Regions from separate parts of the Sus scrofa genome. Here region 2 is linked to region 1. The links are chromatin contacts, called in public HiChIP or PLAC-seq maps. All regions are on one chromosome and are shown on one strand. Each heading gives the region's core, a stretch centred on a gene start, on an enhancer-like site or on the middle of the called end of the contact. The rest is flanking DNA. Distances are from core to core; before and after follow the strand shown.

The links. HiChIP or PLAC-seq counts read pairs in DNA pulled down with a chosen protein or histone mark.
Region 2: a contact with region 1 is called in an H3K27ac HiChIP or PLAC-seq map of skeletal muscle. The contact joins two enhancer-like sites. A contact is called at or near these places in 2 of 47 Hi-C or Micro-C datasets (brain and embryonic fibroblasts) and 1 of 2 datasets of contacts at active chromatin or transcription factors (skeletal muscle).

What each region holds. Positions count from the first base shown.
Region 1 is chr2:41,216,717-41,221,644 of Sscrofa11.1, reverse strand. All of the region lies in intron 9 of SERGEF (secretion-regulating guanine nucleotide exchange factor), which reads right to left. Among named protein-coding and RNA genes, the nearest start is that of SERGEF, 110 kb to the right of the region's middle. Within about 2 kb of position 2,809, at least 12 of the 83 cell types and tissues checked have an H3K27ac peak or open chromatin away from gene starts, as enhancers often do. A contact at or near this core is called in skeletal muscle, where this site is marked.
Region 2 is chr2:41,285,139-41,290,066 of Sscrofa11.1, reverse strand. The region is part of intron 10 of SERGEF (secretion-regulating guanine nucleotide exchange factor); the gene reads right to left. Among named protein-coding and RNA genes, the nearest start is that of KCNC1, 120 kb to the left of the region's middle. Within about 2 kb of position 2,891, at least 8 of the 83 cell types and tissues checked have an H3K27ac peak or open chromatin away from gene starts, as enhancers often do. A contact at or near this core is called in skeletal muscle, where this site is marked.

The DNA of each region.
Region 1 (4,928 bases), core at 1,560-4,059:
CTGAGTCTTGCTTTAGACAGGCCAACCTGGAGGGGGCAGTGGCCCAGCTGGGAGGCAATAATGAGCCGGCACTGAGAAATGTGAGATTAGAGCCAATAGGAACCAGGCCCACAAAACAATGAACTTGGCCAGGCTGGGGCAAGTCCAAGTACGCAGGTCCTTGAACTGTCTACAGCCTGAGAAACAAGCACTTTGACCAGACAATCACCAAGAGAACCAACGATTCCATTTCCCAAGTGCAAGCCTGAAGAATCAGGACTTCTCCAGCAAAACAGCTCTTAATTTTCCCAGCTGTCTAACTTGTCGAATTACAAACTCATCTTCAGGGGAATGTATTTAACAAAGGGACGTGCTCTATTTCCCTTTTTACCACCCAGCCAGTGGCTCTGCCTTTGGTTTCATCGCCTCTCCGATCCCCTAGCATAATCCATAGATCACAGGCTCAATTTCCAGCGCAGTACATTAACACGCTGGAGCTGCTCAAAATAAACGAGGCTGGCAAAGTGTAATTATTTCCAGCAAAAGAGTTGGTTCTGCATTTTGACAGTCATCTGATACATTATTGCACTCAATGCTAAACTGCGAAACTGCAAAATTAAAAGAAAGCATTTTTTTAAGTTTCAAAGGTACTCATTATTAAATTATAAAGCAGGTCATTTACGATGAGTCAGTCCCAAACCGGAAAGATCACAATGAAAGACTGCAGGAAGCTTGACTTCTTCGCGTAACCTCTAACGTCCACCATCCAAGGCCATTGTGAAAATTAAATGAGATGGCGCACCTAGCCCAGTGCCTGGGCCAGAAGTCCTCAGTAAATGTTCATTTTCTTCCTTAATTATCATTGTGATTTCTCCAGCAGCAGACGTTACAAACTCCCTCAATTTGTTCATTTGTTCATAACTCCAACATCCCCAAAGGCTCTCAGTCCATCAGGATAAGGCAAGTAAACAGGTAACTCCTACCCGAGGGGATGCTAAGAAAGAGGGACACAAGAGGCCATGGACATGCAGACAAAGACCCCTCACCCCAGACCCCAGGGCGAGCCAGACCTGACTGAGCCACAAAGAGGAAGAGAGGGCAGCAGAGTGTGGGGACAGGTGAGGAAGGCAGGGAGGCCTGAGAGCAAGAAAGAGCACGTGGCTTGGGGAAACCGCAATTAGAACCAGCCTAGAATGACCAGCGCAGGGTAAAGAGGTGGCCCCTCTTTTTGTGATAAAGTGACAAAAGGCACGGACTCCTCTGAAAGTGGGTGAGCATGTCTGCTGCAGCCCACCTTTCCTCGTCCAAATCCCCAGTAAACTAGATCTCCATGCCCCAGCCATGGAGCCTCCCGTGCCTGCTTACAAAGACGAAACCCAAGAGATCTCCCTTGAAAGAGGACTTGATGAAATCTAAGCAACCCAGTGGCCACATCCGAGCGTGCTGAATCAGCTGCACTTCAGGAAACAGAGTCCTTGGGAGACAGTGCGTATCACTTACGCACAGGAAACCGCTCCCATCCACGAAGGACAAACTGTGAAACGTTTAACGTTGGCCTTCAATTATTAAACAAACCCAAATGAGCTCTGGCAGCAAGACAGATCACACACACTCGTAGAGAGGGCTCTGGCAGGCCAGCCTAAATTGTCTTGGGGTTATTCATCAAGATGCCAACAGACAGAGTGAGAGAGAGGCTCTCTGAGATTGCAGGATCATACCCAGAGCCTTTGGAGAACCCCAGGAAGAAACAGTCATGCCCAGCACAGGGAAGAGAAAGTAAAGAGAACCCGACTCTTTGCGGAAAACCTATTTTTTTCTCTGGGTATAACACAGCCCATGCTGACAGAGAGCTCACGAACAACTTTTTGCTCCCTGGTTGGCATTTTCATACTAGCCAGTTTAAGGCTTCCTGGGCAGTTCTTCAAGTTTACTCAGTTGTCTCCCCTGGGGCCATTTTTCAGTCCCCTGGGAACACGCAGCAAGCTGAGGTGAAGCTCAGGACTGACCTGGCTTCAAAGGCTGTTCCCTGTTCACCAGCTGCACAACTTCAGTCTCAGTTTCCCCACAGATGAATGCAGACACAGGGATTGCTGTGAAATTAACTAACACACATGTTATTACATAATAACCTGGCATAACACACACAGGAGGGGGCTCCTTATATATATTTTTTCCCTGCTCCTTTTATTCCTTTTCTTTCTGCCCCTGAAAAATTAGAATGTTTTCCTCTCTAGGTACTGGGTTCACCTCTTTCAATTTTGGATCAAAATGGAGCCTCTGCCTGGTTTGACACTAACTTCCACGGGAGGTTACTCTAACAGGAAGAAATGTGGGTAATGATCCCAGGGCCAGCACTCCTAACTCTGACTATAGACAGTCCACCCCAACTCCAGCTCCATCCCAGCTGACTCATTTATGAGGTCAGCCTGCTTCCCTGCCTGTGCAACCTTCTCCCCTCATAGCTAATGCCTGGCTGTAAGTCCAGCCCTGCCATAGGCCCAGGAATCCGACTCAGGCATAGACTGGCTTCTGCCTCTTGCCTGGTTTGGGCTACTGGATCCTGGGCCCCTGGAGAATGGGAGCCACATCTCAGAGCTCTCTGATCTTCAAGAATCCAGCACATGGCAGAGGCTGGCCAGAGCTGCTGGGGTGAGAGGGACACGGTGCCAGAGGGCCCAATCCCGGGACACGTTCTTAGAAGTTCTGTCCTGAGGCCAAGAAAATTTTTCCGAGGATGGAAATGCTCCAGGAAGCCTAGGCAATGACAAATGAGCCAAGCACAGGCAATCTCCCGAGACTCTTGGTACTCCAGAAACCTTCCCACTCTCGCACACAACCTCATGCACTTGGAGCGGTTTATGTGAATGGGGCCTGGACCAGGGCTGTGGGCAGCACGCACTCTACACTGGATGGAGAGGAAGGCGCTGAAGAAGGACTGGTAAGATATAGAAAGGGGAACAAAAGATGACTTGAGATGTGGAGTCCTGGTCACAGGGCGAGACAACTTAACCCAGTGCTGGGTGCTGGGGTCTCAGAGGTGGGTGTGAGCACAGCCCCAGTCTGCCCTCCCTGCACCCTGAATCCCCTCATTACTGGACTCACACCCTGGACTGACACTGACTTATGGCCTCGCCGACCAGACCACAAGCTCCTTGAGGGAAGAAATGATTTTATTGAATGTTTTATCTACAGCATCTAGCATAGTGCCTGGGACGAACCCCAGGTCTACCAATTACTGTCTCTGGGACCTTGCCAAGTCACTTCAACTCTCTAAGCCGTAATTTCCTAGTCTGTAGAGCGGAGGTAATAATACGCTCTACATCCATGGAGGAGGAAATGAGTGAATGTATGTAAAGCCCTTACTTTAGCCCAGTGTCTGACTGAGAGTCAGAACTCAACAATGGTTTAGGTAATAGTAGTAGTACAAAGCAGACCTTTATATATTTATTTAACAGAGACCTAAGGGTTCAGCTCAATCTGGTAAAAATGCACAGAGAGGCACATTTCCTTTAAAACAAACAAACAAACGAACAAAAAAGCAGTCTACATTTTAAAATAATAGCTGCTTTAAAAGTACCTAAAATCAAATGCACAAGCAAATGCTTGGTGAACTTGGGGCAAAAAAGAGGGATAAACATTCAAACAAATGACTACAAAATTATGTAATAAAAAAGCATAGCAAGAGTACATCCAAATTACTAACAGCAGAAAGGAGAGACAAAATACCGAATTTTGCCTGGACATACACAGAAAATTCACAGAGGAATAGGCAACACTTGAATTAAAAGCTGGAGAACTAAAATCTGGTTAAAGGGCTGGCAGGTACAAAGGCACATAGGCAGGAGAGAGAATCCAGTGTGTCCAGGAATTGCAAGTCTGGCTATAAGCAGGGTCTGTGCAAAGGAGCAGCGGTAACACAATTCCCAGTGTGCTCTTCCAAGAAGAATGGGCTTCTCCTGGAGACACTAAAGAGCCAGGGTAGGAAGGGCACAGGCCCTCTGGTGGCTGTGTGCAAGGTGGGGAAAGGGGGCAAGACTGGGATGAACACAGGGCAGTGAAAGGGGCAGATCTGGGTTGGGGGAAAAGGGAATGGAGATGGGAATGGGACGTGAAGCAAGCCAGCTCAAGGAACTAGGTAGAAACCAGCCTCAGGAAAACCCCAACTGGCCCCTGGCACTCCCCAAGGTGCCTTCATATAAAGGTGGGGCTAAGTCAGAAAGAGAAAGACAAACACCATATGATATGGTTTATATCTGGAATCTAATATATGGCACAAATGAATCCTTCCACAAAAAAGAAAATCATGGACATGGAGAACAGACTTGTGGTTGCCAAGGGTGGCAGGGGCAGGGGGGAGTAGGATGGACTGGGAATTTGGGGTTAATGGATGCAAACTATTGCCTTTGGAATGGATAAGCAATGAGATCCTGCTGTATAGCACTGGGAACGATGGTCGCTTATGATGGACTATGATAATGTGAGAAAAAAGAATGTATACATGTATGCGTAACTGGGTCACCTTGCTGGATAGTAAAAAGTGATAGAACACTGTAAACCAGCTACAATGGAAAAATAAACATCATTACAAAATAAAAAAATAAACAAAGTGGGGGGTTAGGAGTTCAATCACCTGCTTCTCATTTGCTGCCTTATGATTTGTGTAACAACAGAGGAGCAGGAATATGGAAAATTTCCAGCTGAAAGCTTTGACCCAAGAAAGCAGGCCCAGAGGTCAGAGTCACCACTGAGACTGGACAAAACCACCTACAACAGGCCTGGGATCAGGGCCAGTGCTTTTCTACTCACATGCAAACCTGGGGCCGAAGTTTCAGGGACAAAACCTTTCAGGCATCCTTTTTTTGGTAAAGCTATTTACAGGAACCCAAGGTCCTCCAAGTACTTCAGAGAAATGGCTTGTATCTAGTTTGTTTGTAAAGAAAAAACAATAG
Region 2 (4,928 bases), core at 1,642-4,141, 68 kb before region 1:
TAGGAGTTGGCTAAAATACCTGCAGCATCTTCCTCCACCTACAGCAGTGCTCTGGTCACTGAAAAAATGTTGAGCCTCCCACTGCTGACTTCTCTGAGGTGAGCTCAATCCCCTTGCCTCTCTAGAACACGAGAAAGACCCTCTGTTCTTCCCAGCTTGAGATTCTTTCCATGGGCTAAATGTAGGACTCAGGCAAACGGCAGAGGGTCGGAGAGACTTGAGGGGAGTCTACTGTGAGCTCACGGAGCAACTGCTCACTGGCCCAGACAAGACCCCAGGGCAGGCCACAGTGTCCTCTGGCACCATAAGAAGTGGACGATACAGTATTTGCTTCATTGGTGGGGAAAAAAACCTTCGTTAAATATATGGATGCAGACGGCTTGATGAAGATCTTAATTTTTTTTTTTTTTCTGCTTTTTTGGGCAGCACCCGCAGCATATGGAGGTTCCCAGACTAGGGGTCAAATTGGAGCAGCCAGCCTATACCACAGCCACAGCAATGCAGGATCTGAGCCAAATCTGAGACCTACACCACAGTTCATGGCAATGCCAGATCCTTAACCCACTGAGCGAGGCCAGGGATCAAACCTCATGGATGCTAGTCAGATTCGTTAACCGCTGAACCACAATGGGAATTCTGAAGATCTTAATTTTGCTTTTGGTTTAAAATAGTGTTCTTTTTTGAAAATGTACAAAATATCTATCACTACCGATAGGAGATTAATATTCCTCTACTGGCTCCCCTTTCTCTTCAGGTTCCCTGTGGTTTGCCTATATCTGCTTCTTTGGAAACTCAGAGCAAACTCTACCTGCACTGCTTCCACTCCTTCATGGCTACCTTTGTGGTGGTCTTGGCATGATAAGGAATTCCAGTTCTATCCATCTTTGGAGGATCAGCCCATCGGATGAGTCACCTCTGAGGCAGGCTCATCCTTCTGGTCCACTTGCAGGCTGCAGGCTTTGAGGCTGATGAGGGAAACCATGGCAGGGGTTAGACACATAGGCAGGAGAGACTCTGGGGAGCTCAGTGACAGAGCAGCTGAATGCAGACAGGGCCCCAAGGAGGGACCCACCAGCAGGGCTGGGCGAGGAGGCAGCCTCAGGAAGGCTGGAGGTGAGGCTTGGGCTCAGCTGGTCCCGGCCACTCAAGCCTGGCTCTGCCACTGATAAACTGGGCAAGTCACACCCTTCTTTTAGCCTCGTTTTTCTCATTGTAAGTGAAAAACTTGAATTTGCTTGTGTCCGTGGTTCCCACCCAATTCTGAAATGCTCAATTTTTATTTTTTTTCCCTGTGGATATAAATGACTAAGACTGACACTATGACTCAATAATAAATGTTTGCTTATTTTTATTTTTATTCTTATTTTTTTAGCTGCCTGCACAGCATGCGGAAGTTCCCAGGCCAGGATCAAACCCATGCCACAGCAGTGACAATGCTGGATCCTCAACCACTAAGTCACCAGGGAACTCCAATAATAAGTGTTTATAATCCAGAATCACAGATTCTGAAATCTTAGACCTAGAAGAGACTGACCAATCCAGTTCCTTCTTCCCTACCCATGTGATGAGAAGAAAACAAAGGCCCAGAGAGGGGACTGGAAGTTCTGTGAGGGCAGGAACCATCTGTCTTGTTCTCTGTGACATCCCTGGCACATTTTCAAACATATTTGTTGAACAAATGAGTGAACAAATAACCTCTCTCCAAGCTCACGCGGCCCGGGGGCAGAGAAATATCCTCACTCCTTGCCTGCAGGGAGGGAGCAGGACGAGGCAGAAGGCTCAGACTGCTGCTGGCCCTGAAGGGATGGCGCTCTCCAGCTGGAGAGCCAGCACAGAGCCAGGAACAAATTCTCAAGGCTGGTGGTGCCAGCGGCGGTTGGCCGCAGAGTGGGCTTCTGCTAGAGCCCTCGGTGCTGTGCATAATGAATCACGATGTGTCAATTACTGCATTCTGTTAACAAGCTCATGTCCGCCTGTGCATCGCCAACGAGTGCCCCGCAATTTGCCACAGATCTGCAATTAATATGTAGCAGAGCAAGTGGGACAGAGCATCTTGCGACACTCCAGGCCCAGGGAAGTCAGGAGGGTGGTTTGTCTTTGGCAACTACTAGCTTCACCAACCGGGCAGCAGTATGTAGAATGTACTTTCTCCTCTTCGGGGAAGAGGTCTGTGTCCTGGGTGCCCTTTCCTGTCCTGGAAGGAGTAGGTTGTCTGACTCAGATAAGTCCAGCTGGAGAAAGCCACCTCAGTACTGCTCTCACTGAAGTACTAAACAAAACAGGGCAGAAGTAGAGTGATAACTGAAACCATCGTCTCCGGCATGGGTTGATGGACTGGTTATCTGGTCACAAGGATTCAAAATCCAGCTTCACTGCCCATGAGCTATGTGACCTTAAGTCTCGATTTCTCTGTGACTCAGTTTCCACATCTGCAAAATGGAGATAATAATACCTACTGTGCAGAGGTATTTGCAAAGAGTAAATGAGATAACGCATATCAGACCCAGAAGAGGAGCTGGTACATGACAGGTGCACAATACAGGAGCCTCCTACTGTGTTCAAAATGTTCCCTGAAGGGATTCTAATCTCTGGAGGAAGACTGGGGCCAGGACCCTAGGAAAGCCCAGACAAGAACCTCTGTGTCTTTGACGTGTGTGAGTGTGTGTGTTTCCCCCTCCCCTCCCAAGTGGCTCCACAGTGACGATTACTGCGGTCCTGTGAGGATGTCGGGTCTGCCTCCCGCACCTCCACGCTGGCTGCGTGAAAAGAAGTGAACAAGCCTCCCGGTGAGAGGGGAGGCTGCTCCTTTCTCAGGCAGCACCGCTGCAGCCTCTGACCTACTTTCCTACTAAAAATAGCCCCTCTTAGGTCACTGCCGCAAATTGAATTCCGCTGCTTCACTGCACCCTGTAAGCAGGTGGGTGGGTGTCAGAGCACATTTGGTGAGCAGGAGCCTCCGCTTCTGCGGCGCATGGCTGCCCAAGCACGCCCATCCCCCACGTCTGCAAGGAGGGCAGGGGCTCCAGGGTGCACCCCACCCCACCCACTTATCTGCACACAGCAGGGCCACGCCTGGCCCTGCTGGGATACCTTTCATGGGAAGCAGAGGAGGAGCAGGAAGGGAGGTGCTGGTTCCTGGGCTTTGAGTCTGAGAGAACTGAGTTCAAATACAAGCTCCGCTGCATTCTTTCTATTTAACCTTGGGTAAGATACATAACACTTCTCTGCCTCAGTTTCCTCATCTATAAAATGGAGCTAATGAAACCAATCTTAAGGTATTGTACAGATAAAAAGCTGTGTTTGGCATAGAACATGAGCTCAGTAATGTAGCTATTATAGTTATTCTCCATTGTCTGACCTGTTGCTCTACAATGCCCTCAAGCTGAAGCCTCTCCTAGCAGGGACAGCAAGGACAGGAGGCCACTCCAAGGAAGTAGAAAGATTCTAAGCTGAAAGCACCTCAGAGGTACTTCGGTCAAGGGGTCCCACATATGGCTAAGCACCCCAACAACCAAGGTGGTTTGTTGACAGTACTGATGTCAGGTCCTTGCCCTGGAGATGGGGATTCAGGAATCCAGCCTAGGGATGTGGGGCTCTGCATTTTAATAAGCTTTCTCCTGACAATTCTTTTTTTTTTTTTATTTTATTTTATTTTATTTTTTTGCCTTTTTGCCATTTCTTGGGCCGCTCCATCTCCTGGGCTCCTCGGCATATGGAGGTTCCCAGGCTAGGGGTCGAATCGGAGCTGTAGCCACCGGCCTATGCCAGAGCCACAGCAACGCGGGATCCAAGCCGCGTCTGCAACCTATACCACAGCTCACGGCAACGCCGGATTGTTAACCCGCTGAGCAAGGGCAGGGACCAAATCCGCAACCTCATGGTTCCTAGTCAGATTCGTTAACCACTGCGCCACTACGGGAACTCCTCTCCTGACAATTCTGATGCACTGCCAGGTCTAAGAACCTTTGAGTTAGGCCAGTCACCTCCTTAAAAATAAATGGATGAATGAAGTACTGTTTTTTAATTCAGTAATGCAGGGTCATTATAGAATATGCAGAAAATACGGAAAAACAAAAAGGAAAAGTAAAAAGTGAAAAATAATTCAATCCACATGTACCCATTGCCCATAAGCGCCAGGCCCTCTGTTAAGTACCAAGGATTTGGTGGTAACACAGTTCTGACTTCTGAGAGCTGTCCAGGCTATGTGCAGAAAAAGAATCAGACACAGAGACTAACATAACACATAGGTATTAGATGCCCCTTATGAAATATGCAGGAACAGAGAGAGGGTGCAAAGCTAAAGCTGGACTAGAAGGAGAATAGGGGTTCGCTTGCTGGACAAGGGAGCAAAGGGTATTTCAGCAAAGACAGACAGGACATAACAAAAGCACACAAAGGGGAAAGGTGTTTGTTAGTAAAATGTTCTAAGGTCACCATAGTGAGGCTGCCATATATGGTAAACATGGTGACACAGGGGGTGTGAATGGCTGGGCCCAGATTGTGAAGACTCCCAAGGACCTTAAGAACAGTGCCTACATGGGAGTTCCCATTATGGCTCAGAGGAAACAAATAAGACTAGCATCCATGAGGACGCAGTTTCAATCCCTGGCCTTGCTCTGTGCATTAAGGATCCAGTGTTGCCTTGAGCTATGGTGTAGGTCGCAGATGTGGCTTGGATCTGGCATTGCTGTGGCTGTGGTGCAAACTATCAGCTACAGCTCCAATTCGACCCCTAACCTAGGAACCTCCATAAGCTGTGGGTACAGTCCTAAAAAAAAAAAAAAAAAATTAGGAGTTGATTTCAGGATATGAATTAATAAATGAAAGTGAATGGACATCTTCAAGGCTTTTGATAAACAGTTCCAAAGGATTTTTCCAAATGTGGCCCAGAAGATTCTGAGAGCAATCCTGGAACCTCTAACTCCTGG